2 separate regions of the Rattus norvegicus genome follow, and region 2 is linked to region 1. A link is a contact called in public Hi-C data. All regions are on one chromosome and are shown on one strand. The core of a region is the stretch at or near the end of the contact, and the rest is flanking DNA. Distances in the headings are between cores, read along the strand shown. Region 1 overlaps Pla2g4a (phospholipase A2 group IVA). Region 2 holds the start of Pla2g4a (phospholipase A2 group IVA).

Region 1 (3,621 bases), core at 374-2,873:
TTTTCAAAATGAAGAAAAAAATCTATTAACACACAGAATTTTATACAAGTGTGCATATTGATTCTCATAGTTCCTAGAAACCAGAGCAGTTGTGAGGGTTCCCTTTTCATAGCTCAAATCTAAGGCCAGCCACTTCCCTGAGAACCTCACCCCGAGATCCAAGTCACAGTAATTCACATTTTAATCCTGTGTGATTGCTTTCCTAATGAGGAGAGGAAGGCTGGGAAGAGGTTCGTTCAAGGTAGCTGAACCCCTGAAGAGGATTAGAACACAGCGGTGAGCCCTTCCTTGCAGGTGGTCTAGGAATAGGTTTTAGAGGAGGAAATCATTTGTCATTGCTTCTCCAGACACACTGGTGAACTTTAAAACACTTTATATCATTTGTTTAAATTACAGAGGTTTAAATCCCCAGGCTGTATAAGCAAGGATGCAATAACAGGTCATAAGATCAGTGTTTATTTATCCGCAGTCATAGGGTGGGTCTGCTGTCATGCCTAGGTTTCGGTAACCCCTGGATGTTTATTAAGCAGGATACAGACTCTTAGGAAAAAATTAGAAAACATAGGTGGTAGTATTAAGTAATAAGGGTTCTCAGTGTATGTCTCTGTGTTGTGTGTGTGTTGTGTTGTATAGTGTGTGTTGGATGAAGGAGAACTAGAGAAAGGGAGAAAGGAGAAAATTGTTTATATGAAAATTTTAAACAGATCAAGAGGTTTCAGTGAAGGATATAGACTGACGTTATGTGTAGGGAAAAGGTAACTAAGAGGACTTGAAAGCAGAAACGGCTGGGCTTTTATTTTATGCAAATAAGCATATTCCACGAAGCCCTAGAACTTGAGTTTTAATTTGGGTGATTGAGCATGGAAAGTCAATAATAACAGAAACCTGTCCCTTTGGGCACGCGGGTATATACTTGGCACGTGACGTGTTCCTTCGCTTCAGGCACCGAGAATGAAGATGCGGAAAGAGAGTACCAAAATGACAACCAAGCAAGTTGGGTCCATCGGATGCTAATGGCCTTGGTGAGTGACTCAGCTTTATTCAATACCCGAGAAGGACGTGCTGGGAAGGTGCATAACTTCATGTTGGGCTTGAATCTCAACACATCGTATCCACTGTCTCCCCTGAGAGACTTCAGCCCCCAAGATTCCTTCGATGATGATGAACTCGACGCAGCGGTAGCAGGTATGTACCAAAACGTAAACCGTGTAAGTTTCTCCAGGACATCTTTATTTTTTTCTTGGGGAGAAGCATTTTAATTCCGGTCAACATTAAACTAGACTCAATTTTAAGAACATTGACTTGTGGGGGGATATTATTGTTATTGTTGTTATTGTTGTTGTTGTTGAAGAAGAATACATTGGATAGGAAATGGCCTAGCCATGCAAGTGTAGAAAATATTCTTTGAAAATATTCACTTCCAGACAACAGGAAACCTCTACCATGATAATTACGGACTGTAAGGTAGGGAAATAGGTGCTTCCAGAACTGTTCCAAGGATTAGAGAAGCAAGTGCACGGCTTCCAGGAGTGACTCCAAAAACACCAGAATCATTCCCCAAACGCCTCCACAGTCGTGCCTGGCAGCAGAAAGAGAAGAAACAGAGCTATGTCTCATTTCCTCCTTCCTATCCCGTGGGCGGGCCTCTTTGGAAAAGGCCAGGTCTGTCTGCAAGATGAGTATTTGAGGATGTGATGAAAGTTCACTAGGCCTGTCGCCCCCTGGTGGTAATAAGGAACAATGCAGCACAGGGGTTGGTGTGGACCAAATGGCAGTGCCCATCTGGACGGGGAAAACTGCCTCTCCAGTTTTCAGACAAGATTAGGAAACTTTGTGAAGTTGATTGGTAAGAATCTAGTCACTTTCAGACTTGTCCCTAAGTGAAATCCCCAAGAGTAGTAGTAACATTTTATTCTTCAGTTCCCTGTGACTAACTGATTAAATGTTTGTTACATTTGCCTTGCTGATAAGAAATATGTAATGTATCTTTTTTTATGGTGGCCTTAAGTTTTCTTCTAGATCACACTATTATCTTTCCTTAGTTGTCCAAATATCATTTCTTAATCATCTCTGTCTCAAGGTCATTACTGAGATGCTGTAAAACTTTAAAGGGGATATTCAAAACAACAGCCCCTCCTGCCCCCCAAAGCTTTCCTATTGCCTTTTAACATTATTATAGGTTTCAGAATGTGTTGTTTGTTTTTACTTGTTTGACTTTAAGGGGAACAAACACTGCATTTTGTATCGTATGCATGGCCTTAAACTCCAGGATGTGAGTTACTTTTAATTATACATTTATCATGCCCAAATCTGTGCATATTAGCTGTGAGAAAAGTCTAATTGTGATAAGGTAAGTTTACCTGACCTAAAAGGGATTAAAACATCCTTATACAGTTGGTGGCATTCTTTCCCTCTTTTTGTGGCATATGCTGTCCATCTGGACTACTCAGGGGCGAGTGCTTCCTTAGAAACGTTTGCTTTATGGTAACTGCTGACCGGCTCAAGCAAATTATACTCAAAGTTTTCGTATCTGTAGAGAGCCTTCATCTACTTAACTTTCTAGACAAAGGATATCAGAGAAACTATAGTTTCTGTTGTCTTTGTTCCAAATTGCTTAGCAAATCTGGGCTTGGGCCATAAGTCTCAGGGTCTGGCTTCTAAGTCTTCCCCTCCATTACACACCAGCCCCTGTGGTTTTATTAGTCATTGTTTTGCTGATGTAAGAGTGGAAGTTTTCTTGGTGTATTACTTTGTCTCATCTCTATTTCAGTATCATTTTGCCAACACAATTCCTCTGAGGTTTGTGTAGCAAGCATCCCAGCAAACTCACCCCACATTTTAAGAACTTCCTGGCAGTTTTATAGTATCGAATATCAGTGTTGGGACGGCAAGAGAAAGCACAGAATTCACAATTGATTTTTTTAAAAAAAATTTAAACAATACATTTATGTGTATATATCAACACAAAAACATTTGGGATATATTGAGAGTAAGCAATCGTTTGTTGCTTGGGTGAGCTGCAAATTGGAAGCAGGGCATCCTGTATTTTTATTAGCCGACTTTGGTGACTGGAGGGATCATGCCTCTGTATTGCTCATCTTGTCTTAACAGGTGTTCAGAATCCTGGGGTTTCTTTCCTTCGTTCCTTTGTGCATTCGTACAGAGTTTAGGGGCACTCCTAATGTCCTTGGTCCTCAGGATTCACCAGGCAGCATGTTCAACAGAACCATCACAGCTGTGAAGATTAAATGCACTTCAAGGCCTTTCCTCCAAGAGCTGATTCATGGAAGGATTTCTCTACTTTGGCTCTAATAATGCTAATAGGAAAGAGAATACCAGCTGTGCTGATCCTGAGGGAGCTGTAGATGAAGGAGGGCATAACTATGCATAAGTATGGCAGGCTGGGGCTTCCCCCTTGCTGTGTCTATCACCTGGTCTCATATCTTTTCCCTGAAAAAACGCTTATTAGCATTACAAAAGTGAAAACAGCCTAGGGAACTATATGGTAATCATCCTAAAATATATATCATATGTACTAAATATTTATTCTTTAGATTTGTTTTAGAGTTTTAACATTTTTGTTACTTAGTTGTGTGTCAGCGTATGTGCCCAGGGAGGGGA
Region 2 (3,710 bases), core at 18-2,517, 120 kb before region 1:
GGAAAGTCAAGAGTTCAAAGTCATCTTTTGCTGGCCAGTTCAGTTTGAGTCCAGCCTAGGCTGCATGAGAGAGTCTGTCTCCTACATCAAAAAGAAATAAATTATGAGATAAGAACAAAAAGGCATCCCTCCTTGGTTTTTGCTTCGGTTCCTGCCTCCGGTTGTCTGCTTTGAATTCCTACTCCACTTCTCTTCCTGATGGACTACCATCAGGACCTGTCTGCCCAAACGAAGCTTTCCCTTCGCAAGTTGCTTCTGGTCAGAAAATTTTATCCCAGCGATAGAAAGCAACCTGAGAGAAAAGAAGAGGAGAAGTGCTTTAAAAAAATATTGATGATACTAATTAGGAAATGAATTAAGGAGTTGTAGGGAGGAAGGACAAGATAGTGACTGCTGTTGGTATGGTAGAGGCTCTGCAGGCTTCCTAACCAGGGTACTTAGAATAGTGGAGTTTCGGGAATTCTCATGATGTCTGTTTGCTTTGAGATATGGCTTCACTATGTAGCTTAGGCTGACCTTGAACTCATCCATAGATACTTCGTGCTTCCCACGTGCTGGGATGACAGGTGCGAGCTACCACACTTGCAAGGGATACAATGCTTTCTTCACACAGAAGTTATTATACGCTTTACAATGTATTCAGACTTGGGATTCTGCCTGGTTTGTTGTTGTTTCTGAATTGGAACGTGTGTGTTCTATCCTTTGAAATGTCTTAAATAGGTCAGGGGTTTTGAGTTTGGGGAGAAAAGCTTGAAAAGGTTTGCATTTTAAAGTGATTCAACATTGTTCAACTGTTTTTTATACACACACACACACATATGTATAAATAAATAATTTGAGGTTTGTTTAAAACATCGCTTTTTAAAGACTTTAAAAATGCTCAACATAATTCATTATCTTTTCAACTTCACTTTTAGTCTTTTGGAAAAAAGAGGAAGTAGTGACTGCTTAAGGGCAAGCAGCAGTAAAACACACACACACACACACACACACACACACACACACAAACATGCACACACTCGCATACTCCTAGGACCAGTTAGGTCACATGTTTTTAAAGCATATTTTCATGCACACCCCTAGGACCAGTTAGATCACATGTTTTTAAAGCATATTTTCTGACTTCAAAGCCTTGTTTCTGAAAATTAAGCATGTACATTTATAACATTAGTCTTCACCAGAGGAGCTCTGGCCCTCTCTTGAATTCCACCTTAACATCCACAGAGACCAGCCCATTTCTTAGCCCCTCCTACCAGCGGGAGAAGACTTTCTCAAAGTCGGAACTGTGAAGGGCTCCCATCAGGGCTCCCGACTGACAGAGAGCTAGAAGGCACAGAGAAACCTGAGGATTCTCATTTAACTCTGGGAACTGTAAGCGATGTATTTACTCTCCCTGCCTGCTTCCTCTTGCACTTTTCGTAGCTATATCATCAGGGCAGCTTCCTAGCAGGAAGGCAGCCACGCGTGATTAAAACCTCACTTGTTCACTCCTCTGCCTTTGGGAAAAGTTCACAAAGCAGGCTTCAGTTTCCTTCTAACTGATGAGGATTTGCTTTCCTGGGTCTAAGGGCAGATTGGAATAAAGGTATAGGTCGTTTCCTTCAGCGGGTGCTGGGAAATTGAGTATAGAGAAGTGAATTGGCGCTCGGTCGTGTTCCACGTGATGCCTCCCAGTGATTCCTGACTCCTGGATTTGAGTTGCATGTTGCTAGCCAGTGAAGATGGTCAGGGGCAGTTTGGTGACTCATTTAAATTTTAATTAATAAAAAAATAGTCATACTAGGCAGAGAATTCCTGGTTCTTTAATGGGTTTCTGTGTGCTGTGACAGATAATACTGAAAAACTGTGAACTACAAACATTGCTGCTCGCAGTCTTTGGGTAACTTGTTTTGACAGGAGAACGGGTCAAAACTTTTTTATCCAGTTGCATGCTTAAATTTTGAAAGCGAATACCGTTTTTAGAATTGGGGTTCAAAAGATGAAAGCGGGAAAGGCACTTGGTTTTGAAATAAGTGACTTAACCTCTTTGTGTCTTTTACAACTTGTAATGATTTCATCACTTCAAACACTGGGTTAAGAAAAATGTTCTTGATGTTGGCCGATGATTTAAACTACTTTCACTGAAGGCCAGTGGAGAGTGTTAGAGATGTGCCACTTAGAAAGGGTGGATTCTAGTAAGATATTTTGGATTCTAATTTGGGGAATGGTGTATATTTGTTTCTTCTGTTTGTTGAATACATTTGAAATTGCAGTCAAAGAAATTCACAGGGAGTTTAACGAAATAAACGTATCGAGTCTGAAATTATATCCCAGATACATCGAGACCTTCGCAATGAAGCTAGTCTCTGTTTCAATTGAATTCAGGAAGAGTTAAATTTTAAATTAAGCAATAATTGTGAAATTCATAGAGAAGTTTAATGGCCTTTTCTCAAAGTTTTACAGAACTTCCTCTAAGGAAAACATATTTTATGGGAAGGAACACTTTCATTTTAACTGTATACGTTTTCAAATAGCATTTATTTTTAAATAGAAAAAAAATAAAGTTAGGAAGCACACGTCTTAGCCTCTGGTAAAGTTCATGTCACAGAAGTCAATTGGCCTGTTTTTAACCCTTGTCTTCCCTAGTGCTGCTACTTAGACAGCAGAGTCCTGACACTAATTGTTTGATTGCTTAAATATTAATAAGCATGTTCTAGGAGTAGAAAAAAAGAGGAAGACAAAAGTTGCCACGTCCGTTTTTACTCCCTTTCTATATATCCTCACATCCCCCTACCGTACGCCATCATGCTGGTTATACCTCTTTCTTTCTTTATGATCGCTAACTCCTTTACAAACATTTTGAGAACTCTGAAGTTCTCCTAGGATAATGAACTCATGCTTGTCCAGTGCATAGAAATCTGAAAGAAAAAAAAAAAGAAATTCACACATTTTTTCCCAAAGGAATGGGACATTTTCACAAACCTTGGGACTCTCTGATGCTTTATCCAGGTGAAGCAGCAAACACTTCCACATGTGAGGTGGAGCTGCTCCACTGTGCCAGCATCTCCACAGGCACTCGTTCACTGACAGGAATTCCAAGCGCCCCACTGCCACGAGTAGAACCACTTCCTAGAAAGCCAGTGACCCAGATTCTAGACTCAACCCCAACGACAATCTCCATGAAACATCAGGCCTATCATCGTTTGCAACTTTTGATGGGTCTTTTCGTTTAAACACAATAAATTCAATGGAGAAATAGGTGCAAGTTTTTGACTGGAGCCGGAAGTGGATCTACACATCCTGCTCTGTCCTAACATTGTGAATTGTGTTTCCCGGACTGATCCTGTGCTTTAGTCTTATTTTTCTATCACACCCATTGTCAAAATCTTGCTAAATAATAGAACAATTGCAAAGAACAAAATAAAAACATATGTTGATTCTCCTCTAAGGAGTTACTTACTTTTAAATGGCCTTCGTTTACTTACTCCTTTGGTAGTCATCGGTTACCTATCATGCATTAACACATAGAAAAAGAATCCATGCATTTTCATTAATTTATGCCTTTAAATATTTTCCCTTATACTATAGAATCTACTCATTAACTTACAAATTGGGGAGTTAGATTTTGGTGCCATTTTATATGGCATTCTCCACCAATTTATGACTTTAATTAAAACATATTTTGATAACTGCAACTCTACATTCATCCATATTTTCAGCAAATACTAATA

What was found. A called contact is a pair of places that touch in the nucleus more often than the background predicts.
Region 2: a Hi-C map of the A7r5 cell line shows a contact between it and region 1, with 2.9 times the contacts expected there. The contact joins the promoter of Pla2g4a here to the enhancer-like site in region 1. A contact is called at or near these places in 2 of 12 Hi-C or Micro-C datasets (the A7r5 cell line and frontal cortex).

Annotation. Positions count from the first base shown.
Region 1 is chr13:64,454,148-64,457,768 of GRCr8, reverse strand. Pla2g4a (phospholipase A2 group IVA) reads left to right here. Exons shown (of 18, transcript NM_133551.2): 14 at 943-1,185. Among named protein-coding and RNA genes, the nearest start is that of Pla2g4a, 120 kb to the left of the region's middle. Within about 2 kb of position 1,623, at least 7 of the 93 cell types and tissues checked have an H3K27ac peak or open chromatin away from gene starts, as enhancers often do. A contact at or near this core is called in the A7r5 cell line, where this site is marked.
Region 2 is chr13:64,569,909-64,573,618 of GRCr8, reverse strand. It overlaps Pla2g4a (phospholipase A2 group IVA), which reads left to right and starts at 1,267. Exons shown (of 18, transcript NM_133551.2): 1 at 1,267-1,371.